Linked DNA regions of Mus musculus: all the other regions are linked to region 3. The links are chromatin contacts, called in public HiChIP or PLAC-seq and promoter capture Hi-C maps. All regions are on one chromosome and are shown on one strand. Each heading gives the region's core, a stretch centred on a gene start, on an enhancer-like site or on the middle of the called end of the contact. The rest is flanking DNA. Distances are from core to core; before and after follow the strand shown. Region 1 has its middle 4.0 kb from the start of Cldn4. Region 2 holds the start of Cldn3 (claudin 3). Region 3 holds the start of Tbl2 (transducin (beta)-like 2).

Region 1 (3,985 bases), core at 51-2,550, 200 kb after region 3:
GAAGTTTGCCTCCCCTGGAAAGTTGTCACAAGGTGTTGACAACTTTCAGTTGAGAGGATGATGGGTGGGTGATGGTGGGCCCAAGCCTGACTGCTTGGCCCTGTATTGAACAGTATGGGACCCTTGCAGCTCTGCCTGTCTCTTGTCCTGTATTCAAAGCTAAACCTCTTATCTGGACCCCAAGGGTGAACTTTCAGGGGTGTCAGCAGATCTCTCTGTTACTCTTCACAGGGTGGCTACACTAAGGACATCTCCTTTCTCTGCTAGTCACTGTTGTCCCTTTCCTTGGGGTTTTGAGGATACGTTCCCCTCCCCCTTGTTAGGGCTGCCGGTACCTAGGCTCAGAACCAAGGGTAGCTCTTGGGTTGAGGAGCTGGCTCAGGGGGTAAAGTGCTTGCTGCACAAACAAGAGGCGCTGAGTTAGGGGGACCTGTAGTTCCAGCACTGGGAAGGTGGAGGCAGAGGATTCGGGGCTTGTTGTTTAGCCAACCTGGCCAAATGGTGAGCTCGAGGGTCAGCAAGAGTCCGTCAGCCTCTCTCTCTCTCTCTTTCTCTCTCTCTCACCATACCTACACACCACACATACCACACACATATACATACCAAACCCACCCACCCACCACATACACACTATGCACACAACACCCATACACACTATACACACCACACACATACACACACTAAACACACCACACACATACACACCACATACACATCACACATTCACCACACCACACACATATACACACACACACTGCACACACATAACATACATACAGCATAACATGCACACACACACACACACACACACACACACACACACACACCAATCTGCATCCCACATCCCACAAATTGCAGACACATGAGGAAGGCTTGCATGCCATCTGCATCAGGGCAGGCACACGGAGTGGGGCGGGTGGAGGTGAATTTTTTGTTTTCTCCACTTTACTGTTCAGGGAGCCATGGAGGCTGCAGGAAGGTTTCCTGGGCCAGCAGGTGCTTTGCTCTACGGCAGGCGGGGTACGGGGGCAGGCGGGGTGTGCGGAACATCACTACCTGACTCGGCGATCCATCAAATGTCCTCCAGTCTCGCCCAGCTACCGCCTGTCTGTCGAGATCTGGATGTTGTCCCAGGATTCTGCTTTGTTTGTCTAACCTCTGGCTGGCTCCACAGCCTCCCCTTCCCTGGCTGACCACCTCTGCCTGTGGGACCCGCGAACACCTGTTCCCCCACCCCCACCACAGCCCTTCCTATTTCCTGTTCCTGTGTGGATGGCTGAACCTCTTAGTCACTTAGGATACAGGTGGAAAGTTTTAGGGCTTGTGTGCTTCCCCTCCTCCACCCCTGCTCCCTTAGTGCCATTTGGCGAAAGTCTGAAGTGGAGGGCAAGATGGTAGGGGTGGGGGTGGGGTCTGGCCACATGCTTCCTGTAAGGTAACTCGGGCAGGGGCAATGGGGAAGGAAAACCTGCCTAAGGCTACCCTACCCGGCCAAGGCAAGCGCTGGCTTCCCCTTGGGCCTCAGTTCGCTCTTTAATGCCAGTGCCCCTGGGGTCTTGTGGAGTGACTGGGCGTCTGGCATGAGGTCATTCTTGGGCAGGAAAGCGCTTCTGGTTTGCGCTGCTGCTTATCTGTTAGGATTGAGTCGGCAGCCTTCTGAGAGTCTTCAGAACCTTGTATGGAAAGTCCAGGGAAGGCGTGGTCCAGGCTGAAACTGTCCCTGTTTATGTTGCTGAGCTGTTCCCGCCTGGGGGAGGAGCAGGAAGGTGGCTAGAGAACAGGAGATGCCCAGTGCACCCTGAATCACACGTCCTCCACACACCTACTAAGTGCAAGTCCTGAACACTGAACTTGCTTTTGTATGTTTGTTTTTGAGGTAGGGTCTTGCCTCTGGCTTGTGCAGGACTCCCTAATGGAGACCTTCCCACCTGCTCTCTGCCTTCCATGACTCTCCCGCCTCTGTCTCCTGAGTGCTGGGATTACAGATGGATTACACACCCATCTTTTCTTCTCTTTCTCTTCTCCTCTCGTTTCTGTCTCTCTTCCTCTCTTTTTCCTTTCCCCCTTTTCTTTTCTTGTTTCTACCTCTTCCTCCTGAGTTCTAGGATTAAAGGCATGCGCCATCATGCCCAGTCTTGTTGATTTTGAAGACATCTATCTTATGTGGTCCCCACACTGTCCTGGAATGTCTGATCTTGTTGCTTCCACCTTTGGGTTCTGGGGTTACAATTGTGCCCCACATGTTTAGTCTATGTGGGGCCATGGATGGAACCTAGGGATCATGTATGATGTGTAAGCATGATACCAACTGAAGTATATCCCTAGCCCTTAAGTTTTTTTTGTTTTTTTGTTTTTGTTTTTCCGAGACAGGGTTTCTCTGTATAGTCCTGGCTGTCCTGGAACTCACTTTGTAGACCAGGCTGGCCTCGAACTCAGAAATCCGCCTGCCTCTGCCTCCCTAGTGCTGGGATTAAGGCGTGTGCCACCACACCCGGCAAGTTTTAAAATTTTTATTTTTATTATTTATTGATTCATTGATTAATATGGAGTCCTGCTATGAGCCCAAGCTGTCTCAGACTTGTAGTCTGGTGAAAGGGCTTTGTGGTGGCCAAACCTTGAGGGCAGGCCTTTTTTTTGTTTGTTTTTTTGTTTTTGTTTGTTTGTTTGTTGGTTGGTTGGTTTTTTGAGACAGGGTTTCTCAGTGTAGCCCTGGCTGTCCTGGAACTCACTTTGTAGACCAGGCTGGCCTCGAACTCAGAAATCTGCCTGCCTCTGCCTCCCAAGTGCTGGGATTAAAGGTATGCACCACCACCGCCCGGCTGAGTGCAGGCCTTATAGGAGGTATGAAGCATGTGTCGGCAATATACAGAGACTCTGGAGATGTGTCGCCTTGGTGATGGTGATGGCGTTATGCCCAACAGCCTGTCTCAACTTGCTTCAGCTTACCCAGGACTAGAATTACCCCTCATATCAAGAGAACTTTATTTTTTTGGAATATTGTTTAGACAAGTAGCCCAGGCTGGCCTTGAATTTATGATAGCCCTCCCGCCTCTCCTTGGGAATGCTGAGTTTATAGGAGTTTGCCTCCACGCCTAGCTTGAGCATTTAACTTGATAAGACATTGCCTTAGGCTTCCTGAGCCTCCAGCTCAGAAGGAGGCATGGAAGTGTGTCTCCACGGCCTTAACATGAGAGGGGATCCCTGCTCCATTGGTTCTTCTAACCCGGAGCGCAGTATTGGCCCAGATTCAGTCTCCAACAAACTCCAAGTACTGAGTGCTCACAGACCACGTGGGATGGTGGAAGATCAGATTGTGCTCCATAGAGTCAGGGATTATGCACCAGTTGTATACAGTAATGTACACACCTGCAATCCCAGCACCCAGGAGGATGAAGAAGAAACATGTGAGAGTCTGAGGACAGCTTGGGCTACATTAGTGGTGGTGGGGAGGACTATTTTAAAGAGACTGTGCATCTGTTGGGGTTGGAATTGGACAGACTGGCAGGCAGGAAGCCCAGGGCAGCACATAGGGTTCTGGGCAGTGACCGGAGTTCAGAGATCTATGGCAGCTGTGGTCTTTGTGGTGTTCACCCAAAAGTGGTACAAAGAGAAACACGAGAGAGTGGAGTACACACTTGTAACCCTAGCAGATTGGAGACTGAAGCAGGAGCATTGCCATGGGTTTGAGGCCAGTCGGTGTTACATAGAGTTCCAGGCTAGCTTAGATACACGAAGATGCTGTTTTAAGAAACAAAACAAAGCCGGGGATAGTGGTGGTGCTTGCCTTTAATCCGGGAGGCAGAGGCAGGCAGATCTTTGAGTTTAAGGTCAGCCTGGTCTACAGAGTGAGTTTCAGGATAGCCAGGGCTACACAGAGAAACCCTGTCTCAAAAACCACAAAACAAACAAACAAACCCAAACCAAGAGCAACAACCACTAAGCCAGAGACTAAGCTGGACTTGGCGCTGTGCACACCAGGAATCGA
Region 2 (4,001 bases), core at 127-2,626, 160 kb after region 3:
TGTTTAAAGCTCGCTGCCCGTGATGAGGGCTATTCGAGGGACAGTCCCCAGCAGGTGCCCCGTAGGGGAGGTGGTAGCCTGTGCGGTGGCGTTCAGGATAAGGAAGCTCCAGCGACTGCAAAAAACGAAAGACTTTTATTGAAAAATATGAAATGGCCCGTTTCATGGTTTGCCTGTCTCTGCCCACTGTGAGCTTCTGCGGGGCTGGCAAGTAGCTGCAGTGGCCACCCCAGCCCAGTTCTTGGGAAGGGCGAGGTTTCTTTGTCCATTCGGCTTGGACAGTTCCTAGGCCCGGTAGTCAGGTGGCAGCCGGAGAAGGGGAGATGCCAGCCTGTCTGTCCTCTTCCAGCCTAGCAAGCAGACTGTGTGTCGTCTGTCACCATCTGGAAGGTGGGGTGGTCTCAGACGCGAGGCTGCACGCTGGACGGGTGGGGTTCATCGACTGCTGGTAGTGGTGACGGTACGGTCTGCGTGCACCCGGCCCCTCAGACGTAGTCCTTGCGGTCGTAGGCGGTGCCGGTACCGGTGCCAGGGCCGGTGGATCGCGGCGCAGAATAGAGGATCTTGGTGGGTGCATACTTGTCGCGCGGTGGGCAGGAGCAACACAGCAAGGCGCCCCCTAGCAACTGCAGCGCGGCGGCAGCCCAGCCCACGTACAACCCAGCTCCCATCTCCCGCTTCTGGGCCTCGGGCACCAACGGGTTATAGAAATCCCTGATGATGGTGTTGGCCGACCAGGACACCGGTACTAAGGTGAGCAGAGCCGCCAACAGGAAAAGCACTCCCGCCACGATGGTGATCTTGGCCTTGGCCGTCTCGTCTTGTACGCAGTTGGTACACTGGGCGCCCACGAGCGCCACGAGGAGCCCGAAGGCGGCCAGCAGGATGGACACCACGATGAGGGCTCGGGCGGCCTGCAGGTCCTGCGGCAGGGCCAGCAGCGAGTCGTACATTTTGCACTGCATCTGACCGGTGCTCTGCACCACGCAGTTCATCCACAGGCCCTCCCAGGTGATCTGCGCCGTGATGATGCTGCTGCCGATGAAGGCCGAAACGCGCCACATGGGAAGGGCGCAGCACACGATGGTGCACAGCCAGCCCAGCACGGCCAGCGACGTGCCGGTGATCTCCAGGCCCATGGACATGGCTGCTGGACTTGAACCGGCTCGGCCGGGCAGCTCAGGGGACTGGGAGACCAGGGATCGCGGCCGCTGGACCTGGGAATCAACTGCCCTTCGAAAACTGACGGACGTCTGTCGCCGGGAACGACGGGTGGGTGGCAAAGGACGGAGCGCGCTTAACGGCTCCTCTCCTGGGGCTCGCACAGAGACTGCCCCTGCACCTGCCTGTGGCTTTGGAGACTGGCTTCTGAGACTGGGTTGGCTCTGGGATGGGGTGGGTTGGACTTAGCTTGGTGCCTAGAGGAGGAGGGTGGAGCTCGCTCTTCTGGCCCAGGGGACAGTGACGTGTGTCCCGTCCAGTCCGGTCCGTCCTCCCCAACCCCCTTCACCATAGGAGAAAGGATTTGGCTAGAACCTCAATGCTGAAGTGTATGTGTTGTGTGTGGCGGGGGTGGGGGTGGGGTGGGAGAGTGTGTATCGAAGGAGGGCGGGGTCGTCTAAGCTCCCTCCCTTCCCAACCTCCCCAAGCTCCTTAAGCATAACGAATTCTCTAGAGCTATACAGAGTGGGAGGGGCGCTTCAAGGATTTGAAGTGCAAATCACCAATTGTAAACTGCTTGACTCTCTTGTCCCCCACCTCCGTCTTCTTTAGCGCGGGAGGCGTAGGATGGAGGCGCGGCCAATTCCTCTGGACAACCCGGACTGGGAGGACCTAGGTGGGGGCGTGGCTGAGGCTGTTTGTCGCCGTAGGTGGATGGAATTGTAGCACCTGCTCCAAGTCCCTCAGGCTTTGACACAAGCACTCTGGCCTTGTCCAAGTGCAACCTGATATACAGAACTCTGAAACCAGGGACAACGACCACCTGCAGAGCCCACTCTGCACCTCAGGGACCGGTGTTGAGTTCAAATTCTTGTCCAGCACCCTCATGTGACCTGGGCTGGTGGCAAGCCTACATGGCTTAGCTCAAATGCCCGCCCACCTAGAAGCTGCTTTCCCCCACGGAGGTTCTCTAGATGGAGTCTTGTTTTCTTTCCTTTGGGGGTGGGGGCGGGGCAGAGTGAGTACCAGGGTGAGTGAACAGTGGGAAAGAGATTTGATACACATGAGAAAAAAAAAAGACGTCTAGCCAGGTGTGTTGGCTCCTGCCTGAGGCTGAGGCAAGCAGACAGCTGTGAGTTCAAGGCCAGATACAGCGAAACTGTGTCTCACAACTCCTGTGCAGAAGCCCTGTGCAGCATGCCATGCCTGTAGTCCCAGAGCTTGGGAAAGTGGAGGCAGGCAGGAGTTCAAGACCATCTTGGCGACACGGAGAATTCAAAGCCAGATGGGCTACATGAGACCCTGGCTCAAACAAGCTACAAAGTAACACCAAAAAAGCCCCCAAAACACCAATTCCTTTTGCCTCCGGACACTGACTCCCCTGCCGCACACCTTGGGGTGGCGCATGCTCCGACTTCTCCCGTTGCCTCTTCCCTTCACCTCAGCTAGGATACAGCTCTTTTGGTTTAGTTTCCTATACATCCTCTTCGAGGACCCGTGCTTGGGGTCCTTTCTCCATGAGACACTCCTACAGCTCTCCGCATAGCTCACTGACCTCGCTTCATAGTTTCAGAGGCTGGAGATGGAGCTCAGTGGCTAGAGTGCTTGGCCAGCCTGCACGAAGCCTCTGGTCTGTCCCTGGCACGGAATAAACCCTAATAGATGGATGGCACTTCAGCAAGCACCACACCGAGATCCTCCCCAGCTGATTTGGAGGTCAGTGTGGGTGGCTTGGAACCCTGCACCCAAATAGAAACAGGACAACAAAATCGTCCCAGCTTCTTACCCACAATGCCACGTTCTTTTTCTGTTTTGTTTTGTTTTGTTTTGTTTTCGAGACAGGGTTTCTCTGTTGTAGCCCTGGCTGTCCTGGAACTTGTGCTGTAGACCAGGCTGGCCCGGAACTCACAGATCCACCTGCCTCTGCTTCCCATGTGCTGGAAGCACTGTTCTCTTTGCCACTTTGATACCTTTGTTTTCTTTCATATTTGACATTATCTAAAGTGGCCTCTGGCTTTCCTTTCTTCCCCCCTCCCTCCTTTTCTCTCCCTGCTTTCCTTTTTTCTCTCCCTCCCGCTCCCTCCTCCCGGTCCCCCCCACCCCGCCCCCTCCACTCCTCCCCGCCCCAGGGTGGCCTTAAACTCCAGGTTGTTTTGCCTCCCCTGCACAAGTGGCAAGCTTCTTTGTGAGAGAGGCCACGCTTGGTTTCTCATTTATTTGTTTCTTTGTCTCTGCTCCGGTCTGTTACCACCACCAGGACATTCAGAATGTTCCAAGGACAAACATTTTTGCCTGTTTTATTATGTGACACTCCCGATGCCTAGAACAGGGCTGGGTGCTCTGAGAGGTAATTGACTTAGCACTTTCCCTTGTTTCAGCAACCTGTCCTGCCAGGGCTCTATGTCCAGGGATGACCTCGTGTTGTGAGGGCCCCAGGGGCTTTGCAATTAGCTAGGAAGCTGAGATCCATCCAGCTAGATGAAGGCTTTCTGGAGGCAGATGGTCCAGAGGACAAAAGCCCTTGTTTTCAAGCTTGACAACCTGAATTTGATCCCTGTTACTTCAAAGATGAAAAAAAGCCCATTCTCCAAAGTAGTTCTTTGACCTCCCCGTGCTTGCTGCAGTACACACACACACACACACACACAGAGGAACAGACACCCACACTGACATACACTCTTATACATACACAGACACACACACTGACATACACTCTTACACACACACACACACACACACACATACACACACACTGATAAACACTCTCACATTTACATACATACACTCACATATACTCATACACACTCACACCTACACTCATACACACACCCACACACACT
Region 3 (4,178 bases), core at 1,324-3,823:
CCCATGGCCCTCAAGAACATCTCCACAAAAATGGACAAATCTATAGACAAATCTAAATTATCTATACACATAATTTTTAAAAAAGGCTTAGAAATCAGACTTGACTTTGAATTCAGTCTTTATCAGTGTGTATTCTTTTCTTCTATTTTTAAAGCCATTCTGAAGGTTGAGACTGTAGCTTGGTGCATGCTAAGGAAGAACACATGTTCTACATCCCCAGCCCTCATGAGTGTGGTCTTACAGAGGCTATTTTCTGAGTGTGTATAGCATCTCTCTGAACTGAGACAGCTGGGTGGGTTCATGGCTTAGCCTGTGTAGTGTGAATTCTAGTCAGGCATCCCCAAGTAGGGGAATGATATGCACAAGGGGATCTGAAGATCTGGTCTTGGGTAAGTTATTTAACTGCTTTAAATCTTGATTCCTCAAAGAGATATTGAGACCAGGCTTGGTGATGTATGCTGCCTATAAATAATTCTAGCACTCAGCAGGTGGAGACAGGAAGACTGGGAGAGGAGGTTGTTCAGAGTCAGGCTTGACTACATAGTGAGTTCAAGGCCCCACCTGGATCTCTCTCTCTCTCACACATGCACAAAAGAGAGAAAGGGGGGCGGGGGCTGGAGAGATGGCTCAGTGGTTAAGAGCACTGACTGTTCTTCCAGAGGTCTTGAGTTCAAATCCCAGCAACCACATGGTGGCTCAAAACTATCTGTAATGGGATCTGATGCCCTCTTCTGGTGTGTCTGAAGACAGCTACAGTGAACTCATATGCAGGAAAAAAAATTTTTAAAAGAGAGAAAGCAGAGCAGTGGTGGCATATGCCTTTAACCCTAGCACTTGGGAAGTGGGTGGGTCTTTGACAGCCAGGGCTATATATAGAAAACCTGTCTCAAAAAAAAAAAAAATAGTTAATTAAAATGAAAGCATATCTTGGAGAACTAGGTTTACACACCAAGCTGACACGTGTTAGGTAGCAGTAGATGCTCCCTAATTCTTACAGGAATTAAAACTTATTATTGAACTTGCTCATGGTGACCTTCAGCGTTAAACCAGATGCTGGACTGCTATTCTTTCAGCACTGGGATAAAATGCAGTGCCTCCGGTATCACAGGCAAGAGTTCTAACCCTGAGCTCTGTTCCTGACCCCTCACTAGGGGAATCCTAGGCAGGCGGTCTATGGCCGCACCATGTCCAAGCAGCCTCCAAGTGTTTCTGGAATCCCTTGTCTTCTTGAGTTTTGCTGCTGATAGAACTGTCTTTCTTGCAGGGCGATGGTGGCGCACGCCTTTAATCCCAGCACTTGGGAGGCAGAGGCAGGTGGATTTCTGAGTTCGAGGCCAGCCTGGTCTACAAAGTGAGTTTCAGGACAGCCAGGGCTACACAGAGAAACCCTGTCTCGAAAAACCAAAAAACCAAAACCAAAACAAAAACAAACAAACAAAAAAACCCAACAACAACAACAACAACAAAAAAAAAAAACCCTGTCCCGAAAAAACAAAACAAACAAAAGAACCTTCTTTCTTCCTTGGCCTCCCAGGCAAAATCCTACACTGGCATCCCTGAACAACTCACATCACAGATTTGGGGGTGTAGATCCGTGGAACAGCACTTGCTTGAGCCTCTGGGTTTCACCTACCCAGCACCTCACAAGGCTAGGTATGGGGAGCACACACACACTTGTATACTCCAATGCTCCCGAGACTGAGGCAGTAATAACCAGAGCTCAAGGCCAGTTTGGACAACATTGTGAAACCATGTCTCAGAAACTCACAATGGGTTCCCTACCCTCTCTGAAGAGTTCCCGGAATCCCCAACTTTTATTCCCTAAAAAATAAATAAATAAAAGCAGCAAGACCATTCATACTCTCGATCCTTTTATAGTATTAACTCCTTTGTGAAATTTAATACAATGTCTATTTCGCTTGCCTTTTCAGATGCTTACAATTTAGATCTACAGTGTAGACCACACTTTTACAAGCTTCTCGGTTACTGAACGTATTAAAAAGACCTCGAAGCTAGGTATAGGTAACAGGAGTTCAGAAAACGTTCCTGCCGGTCAGAGTTGGCTGAAGAGTATTTTCAAATGACCCCCATTTTCTAAGAACACGAACACATAGCAAACCTGGGGTCTGACTGAGCTTTCGTAGCAGCTCCGGGGACATAGGTGGTGGTGGTGGTGGGAGGTGTCCCAGGAAAAGTCACCGACCACGTAGCAGCGCAGCTCCCAGGTTCCAAAGAATCTTGTCCCTGGGGTGCACCTGCAACCCGAAACCTACACGGGAAAGTTCATCTCACAACCAGGGAAACTGAGGTCCGTGACTCTCCACGCTCCTCGTACCACGCGGCGGCCGGGAGCAAAGTCCCCAGAGTCACCGCCACCCGACCCGGTATACTTACAGACGGGCTGGCTGGGCTTCTCCTCGGCCCGCAGCCAGCCCCGCGCCACAGCCGCCGTGGCCACCAAGGCCAGCAGACCCACCAGGAGGGACAACCCCATCAGCTCCGGCATCTGCGGCAGCTCCATGACTGCGGGACAGCTGCCACCTCAGCCTACGACGCCGGCGTCCTCACGTCTCGGCGCACGAGGGGGCGGGGGAGGACAGTTGGCGCGCCTCGAGGGGCGGGGCTGGCCAGCGTTGGCCTCTTTGGGGCGTGGCTTGGTCCCAAGCGCACCTCGGAAGGCGGGACCTAGTCGTTACGATGCCCTATGGGAAGCGACCTGGCCGTTGGAGCGCTCTGCAGGGCGGAGGTTGGCCTCTTGAGCGCCTTGAGGGCGGGGCCTGGCCGTTAGCGGGCGCTGTGAGGCGGGGCCTGGCAGTTGGAACTCTATAAGGGCGGAGCCTGGGACGTGCGCGCCTCGAGGGGCGGGCCAGAAGGTTCCGTTCCCTGTGGGGCAGGGCCTGTCCGTTGGCGCGCTTGGAGGGACTGGGGACAGTTGCAAGTACTGTGGAGCGGCGATTGGCCTTTGGGGCGTCGTGAGGAGCCAATCTTGACGGTTTTCGTCTTTTGGGGTGGAAGAACTGGTAGTCTGAGTGTTAGGAGGAGCAAGACCTGGCCGTTGACACGACCTGAGGGGCGGGACTTAGCTGCTCGTGCTGGAGGCGGAACCTCGCGCGTTTGAGTGCTCACGTGCTCTGAGAGGTGGGGCCTGGATTTTTGAATCCCCCTTGGGGCCGGGTCTTCCGTCTGAGTTTATGAGGGGCGGGGCTTAGCTTTTGACCTGAAGAGGCAAGGCCTGGCTATTGGACTGGTTTTTGAGGGGCGGGGCCCAACGGTGAACAGCTTTGATTGAAGCTGTCTGCAAGAAGTTTTTCGGTAGCGGACTCAGACGGTCCAGCTCTCACCTCATCTTGATCGTTTATTAGAAGTTTTATTGCAGCATCGCCAAACTGGATCCTTCCAAGGGGCAGGGCAGAGGTTCTTATTCCCATTTGACCCGTGCTTTCGCTGCTGGGGAAGAGAGATGCCCTGTCCGTTGGTATGGGACAGCCTCGCAAAGCCCAAAGCGAGGGTGTCGTGGAGAGGTTGTGAATATTAGAAAAAGAAACGGCTAGAAAGGTCGGAAAGAACTGGAGATCCTAGAACACTGGTTTCATCAGACCACGCTAGTTATCATAGGAAGGCCCGGAGCAAAATCCATGGAGTATTTTGAACAAAGACTGAAGGTAGAAAGCAAACCAGGGAGATCACTTATTAATTCTGTACAAGAACGTGGGTTCGATTCCCCAGCGATGCGGAGAGAAACAACAAAACCAAAACTTACAATCATGTTGTGGCTAGGGATGTAACTCCATTGGAAGAGTATTTGACTAGCTTGCAGAAAGCTGAGTTCCTTCAGCAACCCATAAACCCGGTGTAGTAGTAATAGCCTATAATTCCACACTTGGGAGTAGGAGGCAGGAAGATCAGAAATTCAAGGTTTTCTTAGAATACATTTCGAGTTCCAGGGCAAGCTGAGCTATGTGAGACGCACAACAACAACTACAAAATAAACTGGAAGTTGCTGCAAAAATCCTCCAGGGAGGTGATAAGTACCTAGATTTGGGGGTGGCCTGAAGAGAGAAAGGGATGTCGAAAAAGATATAATTACGTTTTGGCCATGCTAGAGATTGAATCTTGGACAATCATTATGCTAAGCAGCTGCTCTACAATGGAGGCTATTATCTAGTCCCTGAAAAGGT

What was found. Promoter capture Hi-C pulls out the DNA fragments that hold promoters and counts their contacts. HiChIP or PLAC-seq counts read pairs in DNA pulled down with a chosen protein or histone mark.
Region 1: a contact with region 3 is called in a FOXA1 HiChIP or PLAC-seq map of pancreatic cancer cells. The contact joins the enhancer-like site here to the promoter of Tbl2 in region 3. A contact is called at or near these places in 2 of 484 Hi-C or Micro-C datasets (both in embryonic stem cells), 3 of 115 datasets of contacts at active chromatin or transcription factors (embryonic stem cells, memory CD8 T cells and pancreatic cancer cells) and 2 of 9 other capture datasets (adipose tissue and liver).
Region 2: a promoter capture Hi-C map of liver shows a contact between it and region 3, with 2.7 times the contacts expected there. The contact joins the promoter of Cldn3 here to the promoter of Tbl2 in region 3. A contact is called at or near these places in 4 of 39 promoter capture datasets (embryonic stem cells, liver and stem cell-derived epiblast-like cells), 1 of 115 datasets of contacts at active chromatin or transcription factors (pancreatic cancer cells) and 1 of 9 other capture datasets (adipose tissue).

The regions. Positions count from the first base shown.
Region 1 is chr5:134,948,951-134,952,935 of GRCm38.p6, reverse strand. No RefSeq gene overlaps it. Among named protein-coding and RNA genes, the nearest start is that of Cldn4, 4.0 kb to the right of the region's middle. Within about 2 kb of position 1,300, at least 104 of the 459 cell types and tissues checked have an H3K27ac peak or open chromatin away from gene starts, as enhancers often do. A contact at or near this core is called in memory CD8 T cells and pancreatic cancer cells, where this site is marked.
Region 2 is chr5:134,983,589-134,987,589 of GRCm38.p6, reverse strand. It overlaps Cldn3 (claudin 3), which reads right to left and starts at 1,376. Exons shown (of 1, transcript NM_009902.4): 1 at 114-1,376. The coding sequence starts at 1,145. The coding sequence ends at 486. It overlaps Wbscr25 (Williams Beuren syndrome chromosome region 25 (human)), which reads left to right. Exons shown (of 5, transcript NR_026907.1): 5 at 1-157.
Region 3 is chr5:135,148,081-135,152,258 of GRCm38.p6, reverse strand. It overlaps Tbl2 (transducin (beta)-like 2), which reads right to left and starts at 2,573. Exons shown (of 7, transcript NM_013763.3): 1 at 2,395-2,573. The coding sequence starts at 2,521.